Linked DNA regions of Cricetulus griseus: region 1 is linked to region 2. Evidence: chromatin contacts called from public Hi-C data. All regions are on one chromosome and are shown on one strand. The core of a region is the stretch at or near the end of the contact, and the rest is flanking DNA. Distances in the headings are between cores, read along the strand shown. Region 1 holds the start of Idh1 (isocitrate dehydrogenase [NADP] cytoplasmic). Region 2 overlaps CUNH2orf80.

Region 1 (5,516 bases), core at 2,023-4,522, 50 kb before region 2:
CTTCCCCCAGTAAACTTTCCACAGAAGTTCTGTCTGTAGGTCTCTGTATCCCACCTGCCATTTGTCACTCACCTGCAGTGGGACCCACTGAAGGTACCATCTCGCCCCGAATTATTCCAAGTAAGATTGTTTTCTTGATCTCTTTTAAGGGGTTTGTCATTGGTGAATAAAAATACTATTGCCTTTTGTGTGTTGGTTGTTTGGCAATGAATGCTACTGAATTTCACTGCTTCTAACAGGTTTTGGTCCCATCTTTAAGATTTTCCATATCTAAGATAATATCACCTACAGACAGGACATTTTGACTTCTTCCTCCCTAATTTGGATACCTTTATGCTTGTGTCTTGCCTACCTGGTGTATTGAGGAGAGGCAAGAATGGGCATCCCTGCCTTATTGTACATAAAAGGCTTTTAATTTCCACAGTTAACTGTGATGATAGCAGCTGACCTTCAGGGTATAGTCCTTCTGGACATAACATGTTGAAGGCACATATTTATTTTCTGGTTTGGTGGACTCATTTCCAACATTGCCTGTCTGGCACCTATAATGAATCGATTGTCTAAGAAGCTCTGCTTCCCTTTGGCAGATAAGGCAAAGGCTACCAAGGGTTTTTTTGTTTGGTTGATTGATTTTGTTTTGTTTTATTGAAAGACTCACTTCTAGATAGAATGTAGTGAAATTATCACTCCTTCATGCTGTATGTGGAAATATAAATGTATATATGCTTCCAGAAAAATGATTTGGTGGACCTAACAAACACCTTTAAAATATTTATATTCTTTGATCCAATACTTCGAGTTCTACTAATCTAGCTTAAGGAATTGATACAAGCATTTTTTGTGGGGGGCGGTTTCCAGGTAGGTTTTCTCTGTGGCTTTGGAGGCTGTCCTGGAACTAGCTCTTGTAGACCAGGCTGGTCTCGAACTCACAGAGATCCACCTGCCTCTGCCTCCCAAGTGCTGGGATTAAAGGCGTGCAACACCACTGCCCTGAGATACAAGCATTTTTTTGTTGTTTTTTTTGGGGGGGTTTGTTTTGTTTTGTTTTTTAAGACAGGGTTTCTCTGTGTAGCTTTGGAGCCTGTCTTGGCACTCGATCTGGAGACCAGGCTGGCCTCGAACTCACAGAGATCTGCTGCCTCTGCCTCCGGAGTGCTGGGATTAAAGGTGTGTGCCACCAAAGGCCGGCTCAAGATAGAAGCATTTTTAACAAGCAATATAAATATGTGTTTTACACTGTTATTGATACAATAAGGAAATAAAACAGAAACAACCAACACAAATGACTCCAAAGTAATAGAAGCAGTTCTACTCTGCTCAGGACAAATGGCCTGTAAGTATGCCAATTGATGGAAAGTTTGTAATCATCAAAATTGTGTTTTCTAGCCAGGTATCATGCCTGTAACCTCAACACTTGGAGGATGTGGAGGCAAGAAGATCAGGAGTTGTAGGCTAGTCTCAGCTACCTAGAAAATTCAATGCTAGACTAGACTCCATGAGAAAATCTTTATTAAAAAGTGTTTTCACAATCATCTTTCTTTTCTCCCTTTCAAAATCTCTCATTCACAATTCAGTCTTTTGCAGCATGGCTCCTATCATAATCAATTTAGAATCATCCTACTAAAACTGCATCCACGAGGTCTTCCTACTTGTCAAGTTATTTCCAGGCTCTGTCTTTTTCTTATCTTTCTTAGTCAAGTTCTAGGATTGTTAAATGTGAAAGTCTGTGGGACAGGAAAATGGGGGTATCCAGGAGGCAGCGAGCTACATGTATCTGGAGCTCAGAAGAGGCAGCTGAGCAGGGGATGTGAACCTGGGTTTCTTTAGTGTCAGTTGCTAGCACTGAAGACAGTATATAAGCTCATTGAGAAGTACAGTCACCAGACCAGCCTAGTAGGCTAGAACTTGACTCATTATCATGGCCATCTGTGAGTTCAGAGGCCACCCTGGTCTCCAGAGTGAGTTCCAGGACAGACTCCAAAGCAATACAGAGAAACTCTATCTTGAAAAACAAAAAACAAAACAAAACAAAATTACCTTCGTTCTGTATGATATCCTGTGCATTCTTTTTACCTTTTCCGTCACATATAATCAATACTCTTATTGTGTTATATTCTATGTTTCCTGAATTTATTCTAGAATGCTTTCTAGAACATGAATGGATATGAATACTTTTATTAATAAACTATATGATCCTGGTGCGGTAGGAAGTAACATTTACAATCTCCTGTGATTTATGGTATGATACGATTAGAGGTGAAAAGATAAACTCACATACTTCTCTAATCATTTCATAAGAATAAATTGAAGTGGGTGCTTGTATCCCGTTAATCCACTTGACGTATATATCCTTTTCCACCTTGGAAATACTAGCTCCCTCTAGTGTCCAAAATGCATCTTGTTAGCCTATACAGTACAATGTTGTATGTTTTAAAAGTGAATTTTGGAACGTTGAACCTTGAGCAGCCAAGGATCTATTGTCCTACAAGTCATAATATTCTTATTTTCAAAACTAAGGAACACATGCAGAAAAGAAATCTCTGAAGAGAGAAGAATGTTTTTAAGCCACTCTTGAGAATTCTAAGATCCCGGACCCTGGATCTCTATCTAGTGCGGCTTCATCGGAACCTAGAAAATAAACTTCATTGTCTTCCATGGCAAATGGTGAGTGGGGCTTATTTATAAATGGTAACAGCTGGGAATACAGATCGTTGGCGGTGGAGGGAATTATTGAGGTGATATGGCGGCCGGTTCAGCCTTTGCATTCTAGCAGCGTCTATAGTCGCCCCCACGTTTGAGGCCCCCAAACGCATACTCTTCAGAAGCACATTCCATCTTAAGAGGCATCCAGAAAGGCCAAGAAGGGAACCTGCCAAAATCCAGTCTCAGGAGCTCTCCCTGGGTGAGAACCAAGACACTGAGCGTTCTGGAGCCTGTCGGTAGGTGGCATTCTTGCTCCTCAGCGGCAGGGTGTCCCCGAGGAATCCCGGCGGCGTGGCAGCCCCCATCCCCCACCTGGAACACCCGGGAGGACCTAGCTCTCCTCTCTCTCTCTCTCTCTCTCTCTCTCTCTCTCTCTCTCTCTCTGTCTCTGTCTGTCTCTCTGTCTCTGTCTCTGTCTGTCTCTGTCTCTGTCTCTGTCTCTGTCTGTCTCTGTCTCTCTCTCTGTCTCTCTCTCTCTGTCTCTCTCTCTCTCTCTCTGGCCCCGCCCACCCCAAGGAAGTCCGCGCGCGACGAATGGCGTCGTGGAGGGGGCGGGGCTACGGGAGGTGGGCTGAGGGGGTGGGGCCTGGGAGGAGACAAAGCCGGGAAGAGTTAAAAAGCCTTGACCCTGCCCCCGGTCGTCGGTGCGAAGGTTGTGGCGGATGCTGAGCCAGCAGCGGCGGAGTTGAGTTGAGACAGGCTGTGTACGCACGGGCGTGAGCCGGTGAGTAGCCGGGGCGCCCCGGGCTGCAAGTGGGTGCTCTTTCGCCTCCCTGCTGGTGCCCCAAGCTAGGCTCGGCAGCCGCCGCCCCTCGTCGTTAGGCTATTCCGTGGAAGGCTGGAGTGAAAAGGAAGCCAACTCAGCTCCTGGCTGTGCAGAGATGAACCCAGTGGAAAGGCCCTGGTGCGCCGAGGGACACTTCCCAGAGTTTGGGCTTAGGGAAGGGAAGTGGGGGTAGCGGAGAGCGGCTTGCCTTTCTGTAAAGAAGGGCGCTCCCGAGGGTGGGGTCGTAAGATTCGGGCCGCAGGGACGTTGCATGCTGTGACAAGTGCCAAAGCAGATCTACACCGGCGGAGGAGAATCTAGCTGTGGGGAGAACGCACAGAACTCTGAGTCTTGGGTGTTAGAGGAAGAAAGTATGCGACCTTAGGGAACGGGTTGCAGAAAGGGTGTGAGCCGGGAACTATAGGCGTGTGCTCAGTACTCATCAATGTTCGGGAGGGGGGTGGGACCTGCCTTGAGGCCGGAGAAGTGCTAGTGAGATTGTTCGTGAGGGAGGGGATGAGGGTGGGCGGGCCTCCAGCTTCAATCTGGAGTGTTTGCTTAGCCACTTGGGGGCGCCCTGAGGATTGGAGAAGGACTCTTTCCCCTTCTTCCTGCTCCTCATGGATTTGAGTTCTGGAGGAGTTCTGCAGCCAGCTGGGTGGACCTGGTATTAAAAGGTCCTGGCACCGCTGAGAGATAGGACAGGCGTGAGGATCTAGAAGAAGGAACCGAGTCAGCTTCAGTTTTAGACCTCTTGCACAATGCCAACAAGGATATCTGCTGGCTTACAGTGTCACCCGAGGTCGAACAAACCAGAAACCCACAAAAAGCCAGGAGCAAGGCGCTTGCTCTGGGACTCACCCTCCGTGAGCGCATGCATAGATATTTGTAGTCTTTTGACTTTTATTTGGAAGGCTTCTGTGCAAAGAAACTGCCCTTTGCCTCTCCAGACACACTCAGCACTGTACTTTAAACCAGATAAACTGGGCTGTCAGTCTGGTATTAAAACCAACCAGATCCTCCTGGCAGGGGTGTTTGTATGTTAAGACTTTCTGTTCCCGATTTTGCTTTGTTTTGGAAGAGAAATTGAAATTACAGTCGTCTGAGTCAGCAAAATTAAGAGGCCTTGTTATGGAGGTCCATTCACCATCAAGGTGAGAATTAGCAACTTAGCCCTTCAACCTGCTTTCTTTAATGTGGCCACACTGTACAGTTAATTGGGCGTGGGTGCAAGTTTAAGTACTGCAAAAGAGGGAAAAGGGAATTTTCCAACAATATACTGCAACTCATATGTTTTGCAACTTGAACACAGCTGAATAAATTGGTTCAAAATAGAAGCTTGAGATTTATGGAAATTAAGTATGGTAAAGGGCTCCTATTGCTTCAACTAGTCTGTTGTCATTACTATGTTTATTTTTCTGGAATTGCACAAGCATGTCAAGAGATTGGAATTTAGCTGCCTTCAGACTATATAAATGAGCTAGTAGCTGAAGGCCTTGGATCACAGTTTCCTTCAAAGGTTGGGGTTGGGTGGATTCAGAAAATTAAGACCCAATGATAAATGGGATCCAGGGATATGTAGAGCCCGTGTCTCATGGAAAGCAAATTCAGAATGCAGTAATAGTCACAGTACAGCTTCACTTTTTTTTAGTTAACAGGTGCTAAAAAAAAACAAAAAAGAATAGAGTGAGGGAAATCTGGCATGTATCATTATTGTGTTCTGAGATATAGGATGATTATGGCAGAGTACATATTCACCAAGGAGGAAATAACAAACCAAAACAAAAATGGCAGACATTCCAGGCATTGTGATCTTTTATTAGCTGTATTTGCCATCACAGGAAAATAGCCTAGTCATAACTGTTGTGTAATGCTGTGTAGGAACATGGCCGTGAAAAATGTAGTATCAAAAACAAGATAAGTTTGCTGTCTTGTTTGGCTTTGTTTGGGTTTAAAGCCCGGTTGTGGTGAAAATGGGATTAATTATGGGCTTTATGCTCTACTGTAAGTTAATCTTTAAGTTGTATCTGACAGGTAGTATTGGTTC
Region 2 (6,206 bases), core at 833-3,332:
AAGCCTGCCTCTCTGTGTGCACACACCACTCAGGAAGTTAACAGATCAGAACTGTGCTTCTCAAACTTTAATGAGGTTTTATTACAGAGCTATTTTGATTCTGGAGGTTGGGGGTAGAGCTGGGTACTTGTATTTCTAATGAACATGACCAGTGTGACTGGTCCAGACATCAAACTCTAGGTGAGATTTCAACAAATGACCGTGGTCCAAACCCCTTATTTATTATCTAAGTTGAAATTTTACTTTAGTCGGGTCCCTGGAGGGCATCATCACAAAATTAGAAATTCTTAGAACCTTAACCAAACCCAGACCAACCTTCACCTTTCTCAGTATGGGGATGGAAAGGAAATGTTGATAGTAAGCAGAACACATGCTTGCTAATAAGAGCTTACAGATGACCGGGAGGAAGGTCACCATTGGGATAAGAATCAGTTTTGTACTGGGTGTGAGGCTCTTCATCTGTCACCCAGTCAGGTCTATCTGGCCCATTGCTCATGCTATGTCCCCTGGAATGAGCATCTGCAGAAATCCCCCTTTCCTATAAACCTTAGTTCTGAAGATGCCTCCTCAGTGAAGCTTCCCAGGGTTGTTTCTATCTCCCCAGGTGAGCGTCACAGTGCCTCCCTCCTGTTTCCCACACTTCCTTGTCCCTTGGGAGTGCATTTCTAACACCAAACAGAATCAGAAAATGTTCACTGTAGCCTTACTTCTCCACTCTCTCCTTTTACCTTTGTAAAATTTAAGGAATGGGAGGCTCAACACTCATCAGTGCCTCACCCAAGAATATATGTGAGTCTTTGGCAATCACAGTGTAAGGCCACATACCCCAGTTGAGGATTCTTTCATTTCTGAACCACACAGGGCAAGTAACTGCTTAGCCAGAGCTAAAGTAAACGCCCGAAGATCTTGAAACATCTCTAGCTGAGCATCAGGCTATTTACAAATAAGGACCCCCCTCCCCTCCCCCCCCCTCCCCCCCCCCCCCCCCCCCCCCCCCCCGCCGCCGCCCCAGTTGGAACATGATAGAGGATGGGTTTAGTGATGCCATTGTCAGGGAAGTGTTTTGCTGATATCTGAACCCACACTCTTGCCCTCTGCTCTCTACTTCCGGCTTCCAGGCCCACTATGACTTAGCCATCAGTGTTGCTTGTCAGTGGCTACATCACTCAGAAGACTTAACTTGGCTCCAGTGGGAGAAACTGTAAGTTGGAATATGTTTGATGTTTTTATTTTTAATATACTTATTAAGTGTGGGTAGGGAGATAAGTGCGTACACGCATTTCTGTGAATGGATGTGGGTGTATACAGAGGTCAGAGGTCAATGTCTGTGTCTTCCTCTGTCACTTTTCATCTTAGTTTTTGAGATAGCATCTCTCTCCCACTGAAATCTGGAGCTCACCGCCAGCAAGCCTAGCTGGCCAGCCACCCCTAGGGAGCCTCCTCCTGCCCCCATCTCCATGTCCCCAGCACTAGGATTGCAGGCTGTGCCACCATGCCCAGATCTTTACATGGCTGATAAGGGAAGGTTCCAAACTCAGGTCCTCACGCTTGCACAAGACAAGCACTTTACATACTGAGCCATATCCACATCCCTTCTGGTTTTCCCTTTTAAAGAGTGACTCTCATTGATAGAGGAAGTTCCAGCCCTGTCTGTCATCTTCTTAAGGCACTCTGATCTAGAAACACAGGTCAAACTTCTTCCTCCAGCCAGAAGTCTGAAGACATGCTACAGCTGCAGCCCGAGGACATCATAGCTACGCTCACATGGTTTGTATTTCTAATCATTGGTTTCTGTCGAGTTAAAAAAAAAAAAAATCTTGTGTGGATGCTCTTTTCTGAGCAGTGTGACTTCACTGTATTATATACAAGCTGTTATTTTTAAATGGACAGTTCTGTACGTAAAGCCTGAAATTGCCTCCCAAGGACCGTCTTACACAGTTTCTGGATCATGTAAACAGCTAAGTGCTTGAGTCTGTGCGATCACTTCCTGTCCAAGATCAGCAGCATTTTCCTTCAAGTGTATCAAGCAACTCAGCAGCTGCATTCAACTGGTCAGAACAGGGAAATGAGAGGCCATCGAATAGCTCATTCCAAAGTCCAAATACTATCCTACGCTCCTGGCTCAAGGTCACAGTCAGGAATCGACAGTAATAAGCAGAAAATCCAGTTTGAACAACCTCAAGGAAGGAACAAGAGCAAGGCAGAAGGGCAGGGGTGGGGTGGGGTGGTGGTGGGGCACAAGAAATAGAGAAGACTAGGGGGGGGGGCAAGTTTGATTGCCTCTGTATATGAAAAGTTTGTGAATTGGATTGTTAGGCACAGTAATTCCAAACTCAGGGTGATGAGATGTCTCAGTGAGTAAAGAACTTGCCAACAAGCCTGACTGAGTTCAGTCACTAGAGCTCACATGATGGAAGGAGAGAACAAGTTCCCTCAAAATGTCTCCTAACCTTCACAGTTGCTCCACAGTGAAGCAAGCTCTCTCTCTCTCTCTCTCTCTCTCTCTCTCTCTCTCTCTCTCTCTCTCTCTCTCTCACACACACACACACACACACACACACACTATGATTTTTTAAACCTCACCTGATGCTACCAGGTCCTACCCCCCAGCCTCTTTCTTCTGGGTGGACACTATTAGGGTCAGCTCATTTGACAAGGTTCAGTCCAAACCAGGATGGATTTAAACAAACAACAAGCAGACATGACATGTGTCTCAGTTTCCTGATTTGTCTGGACATGGAACACACCAGCCAGACCCATTCCTAGAATCAACCAACCTCCCTAAAGCTGTGCAAGCTTCCTGTAAAGTAAGGCAGGCTCCCTCCAAGTAGACGATGAGAAGCGGAGAGGATACCTGCTAGCCAAGCCATAACCAGCCACCATGGGGCCAGTCAGCATTTGTGACAGCTCTATCGAAAACAGACAATAAGGAAAAATTCATCACTTTGTTGGAAGATTAAAAATTCAAAGTAAGTGTTACATCAACAGAAAATCAATCATATTACTCCTATTTAAAGTGTGGATAATGCCCAGCCATTGATGGTTACCTTTTTGATACCTTAGCAGGTATCAAAAAGAATAAGAAGCCTGGAAGACAGCTGGCTCTGTCAGCATTCACTGTTCGAGCAAGGGGACTTGAATTTGGTCCCCAGCACTCATATAAACTACTGGGCATGGTGGCTTAGATTTACAGTCACAGCACTGAAGAGGCAAAGAGGTGGATGGATCCCTGGTGTTTGCTGGCAGCCTATCCTTCTTGGTCCAGTGAGAGACCCTGACTCAAAAAACCAAGGTGGATGGCTCTGGAGGAATGACATCTGAGATTGGCCTCTTTTCCATCCGTATTTCCCCCTAGGAAAGTACCACTTCATGGCAGACCTGTGTATCCAAACAGAAGAGAGAGAGAAGCAGTGATCTTGTCATCTTATGCTGGAGTCTTAATGGTGAGGGAAAGAACACTGTATGCAGACATTCCATGTCTTTTTTTTTTTTTTAATTTTTCAAGGCAGGGTTTCTCTGTGTATCTCTGGCTGTCCTGGAACTTGCTCTGTAGCCCAGGCTGGCCTCAAACCCACAGAGATCCAGCTGCCTCTGCCTCCCAAGTGCTGGGATCAAAGGCGTGCGCCACCACCACCAGGCTTCATTCTATGACTTCTAAGCTCATTTTGGTACCAATGCATATTTATGTGTTTTCAATATTGATCCTAAATGCCTGGGATTTACTAAGAGTAGCATTTATGATTTTAAATGCATAATAAAAAATTTAGCTTCCATACCGTATTGCAAAAAATATTTATGGAAGAGAAGAAAAAAAGATATTAGTGTCTAGAAAACTTGTTTACACATTAATCTAGAAATTATAGTCTACTTGCTGTGCTGCCTCACACTGTATTAGACCCATTGGAGCAGCCGTAATTTTGTTTTTTAATAAAGAAAAAGCCACAATACAACAACACATTGTTTTTAATTTCACAGAACAGTATCCCAATTGAGAAAGTCCTTAAAATTTATGGGGCCTATTCCTCAGCCAATCCTGATTCTACCAAGGTAAGCCTGATATGAGACTTTTTTTTTTTTTTTTTTTTTTTTTTTTTTTTTTTTTTTTTTTTAGTTTTTAGTTTTTTTATTTGTTTTTCCAGACAGGGCTTCTCTGTGTAGACCTGGATGTTCTGCATCTCACTCTGTAGACCAGGCTGGCCTCAAACTCACAGAGATCTGCTTGACTCTGCCTCCCAAGTGCTGGGACTAAAGGCGTGCACTACTGCTGCCACCACCACCACCACAGGGAGATATGAGACAACTAATATACATGCTAGGGATTGAACTCTGGGCCCGTTTATGGGTATGCTAAGCAAGTGCTGTACCACTGACATATACTCCCAGCCCTTAGCTCATAGCTCTTTATGTCTATGTATCTGTGTCTGTGAGTATGTACATGTGTGTTGCTGGGGACTCTACTCAGAGTCTTCTACATGCTAAGCATCCGTTTTACCATTTAGCTGCATTCTCAGACCTTGGATGAGATTATTTAGCATATATATTCACATGACATATTTTCAGGCATCAGTTAAATAACAATTTTATGTCAAAAAGTAAAAACTGAACTAGTGAGATTGCAGCTCCTGCAGTAAATACTGATTCCCTGATTCAAATCCAAAAACTACGCAGTGGAAGGAGAAAACAAGCACACTCCTGCAGGCTGCCCTCTGACCTTTGCATGAAAGCTTGTGCCCACCATCCCCTGTTGTAGCCATCCATAGTAGGCCCAAGTTGCAGTGCCAATCTGTTGTAATCCGTCTTTGTGGGGCTTCAGTCAAATCCAGGTGACTTGCCAGGTTCGTACATGAGAGGGGGAGTGTGGATTGAGAAACGGCAGATAAAGACGCTAAGAAAAGACAGAGACACAGGCAATCCAGTGACTACTGGATGCCCCAAGTTTATTCTTCAACATTCTTAAGAACCCCAACCAAAAGGGGGACGTGGCAAAAGACTTCTTTATCATGTACAAGGAACAAACAGACTTCCTTAATTCTCCAAACATTTGGTAGCCACACCTTAGACTCAATTTCCTATTATCTGGCCTTGAGGGTCAAGAATAACCACACCTCAGACTAAGTGTTGTTATCTAGATAAAACATCCCTGACCAAGATCAAACATCCTACAGTAGCCACGAGTTTTGAGACAGGGTTTCTCTGTGGCTTTGGAGGCTGTCCTGGAACTAGCTCTTGTAGACCAGGCCGGTCTGGAACTCACAGAGATCCACCTGCCTGTGCCTCCTGGGTGCTGGGATTAAAGGCATGTGCCACCAATGCCCGGCTAATTCTAATTTTAATAAAGATAAAAACCAGATGCAGCTACATCTTGAGTCACACATGCTTGTAAAATACCCCCTTGTAAGTGGAGCAGTACATAGTAGCTGCCAGTGTGTTTTGTGGATGGCTGAGTCTGGCAGCAGAGAGAGCACTGGACTAGGAGTCCAGATCCCATTGTTTCTGCCCACTGTAACTTCTCACTGGTGCTTTCAGTACTGTGGACCTAGAAAGTCATACTCTGCCATTTGTTTGATTTATTCTACCATTCAGAATGAGGACCAGATCCATTAGGCTTATGCTCAAGCATAAAGACCCAGCTAATGGTGGCCACCTGCCTTTTCTCATTGACTTCCCAACTGCCAAATGTGTCCTAGGGACAAAATCACATCTGATTAAGACTCACAACTCTAAGCATCCAAACATTAAACAGCTAATCAAGTGTGTATATTATTAACACAATGCAAACTTGGCCTATCTGAGTAGCCAGTTCCCCGAGTGATTGCGGTTTGAGGAAGTAATGCTAGCAGCCCTTCCCCCCACCAGGAGCTCCTACCCACCCTTGCAGAATTGCAGGCTTGACTGCACCTGAGGACTTCTCTTCAACTTGGATGAGAAACCAGCAGGATCTCTCAGCAGCAATGTAGCATTTCAAAAATTAAACTGTAGGACCACTTTGGGGTTTAACATAACTTCAAAAGTAATGATTTTAATTAGAAGCTGGCATGGTTTAACAACAATATTGTCAAAGGTTCTTTAATTACCACTTCTATCGGAATGACCTTTGACTCCTTTGGATAAAATGTTGCCAAAGCAACAGCTGAAATAGTTTCTAAGCCAGAGTTTAAAACCTGGTGGAATACAAATCTGATTAGGATGAATTTCTGGCAACTGGA

The links. A called contact is a pair of places that touch in the nucleus more often than the background predicts.
Region 1: a Hi-C map of liver shows a contact between it and region 2, with 3 times the contacts expected there. The contact joins the promoter of Idh1 here to the enhancer-like site in region 2. A contact is called at or near these places in 5 of 8 Hi-C or Micro-C datasets (the CHK-Q cell line, the CHL-YN cell line, the CHO-K1 cell line and 2 more).

What each region holds. Positions count from the first base shown.
Region 1 is chr2:419,145,645-419,151,160 of CriGri-PICRH-1.0, reverse strand. It overlaps Idh1 (isocitrate dehydrogenase [NADP] cytoplasmic), which reads left to right and starts at 3,272. Exons shown (of 9, transcript XM_027397107.2): 1 at 3,272-3,427. LOC103163833 (a long non-coding RNA gene) reads left to right here. Exons shown (of 3, transcript XR_004768680.1): 2 at 2,518-2,664; 3 at 2,771-3,105.
Region 2 is chr2:419,094,072-419,100,277 of CriGri-PICRH-1.0, reverse strand. It overlaps CUNH2orf80, which reads left to right. Exons shown (of 8, transcript XM_035439236.1): 3 at 1,119-1,201; 4 at 3,356-3,443; 5 at 3,976-4,047. Among named protein-coding and RNA genes, the nearest start is that of CUNH2orf80, 5.4 kb to the left of the region's middle. Within about 2 kb of position 2,082, at least 1 of the 6 cell types and tissues checked has open chromatin away from gene starts, as enhancers often do.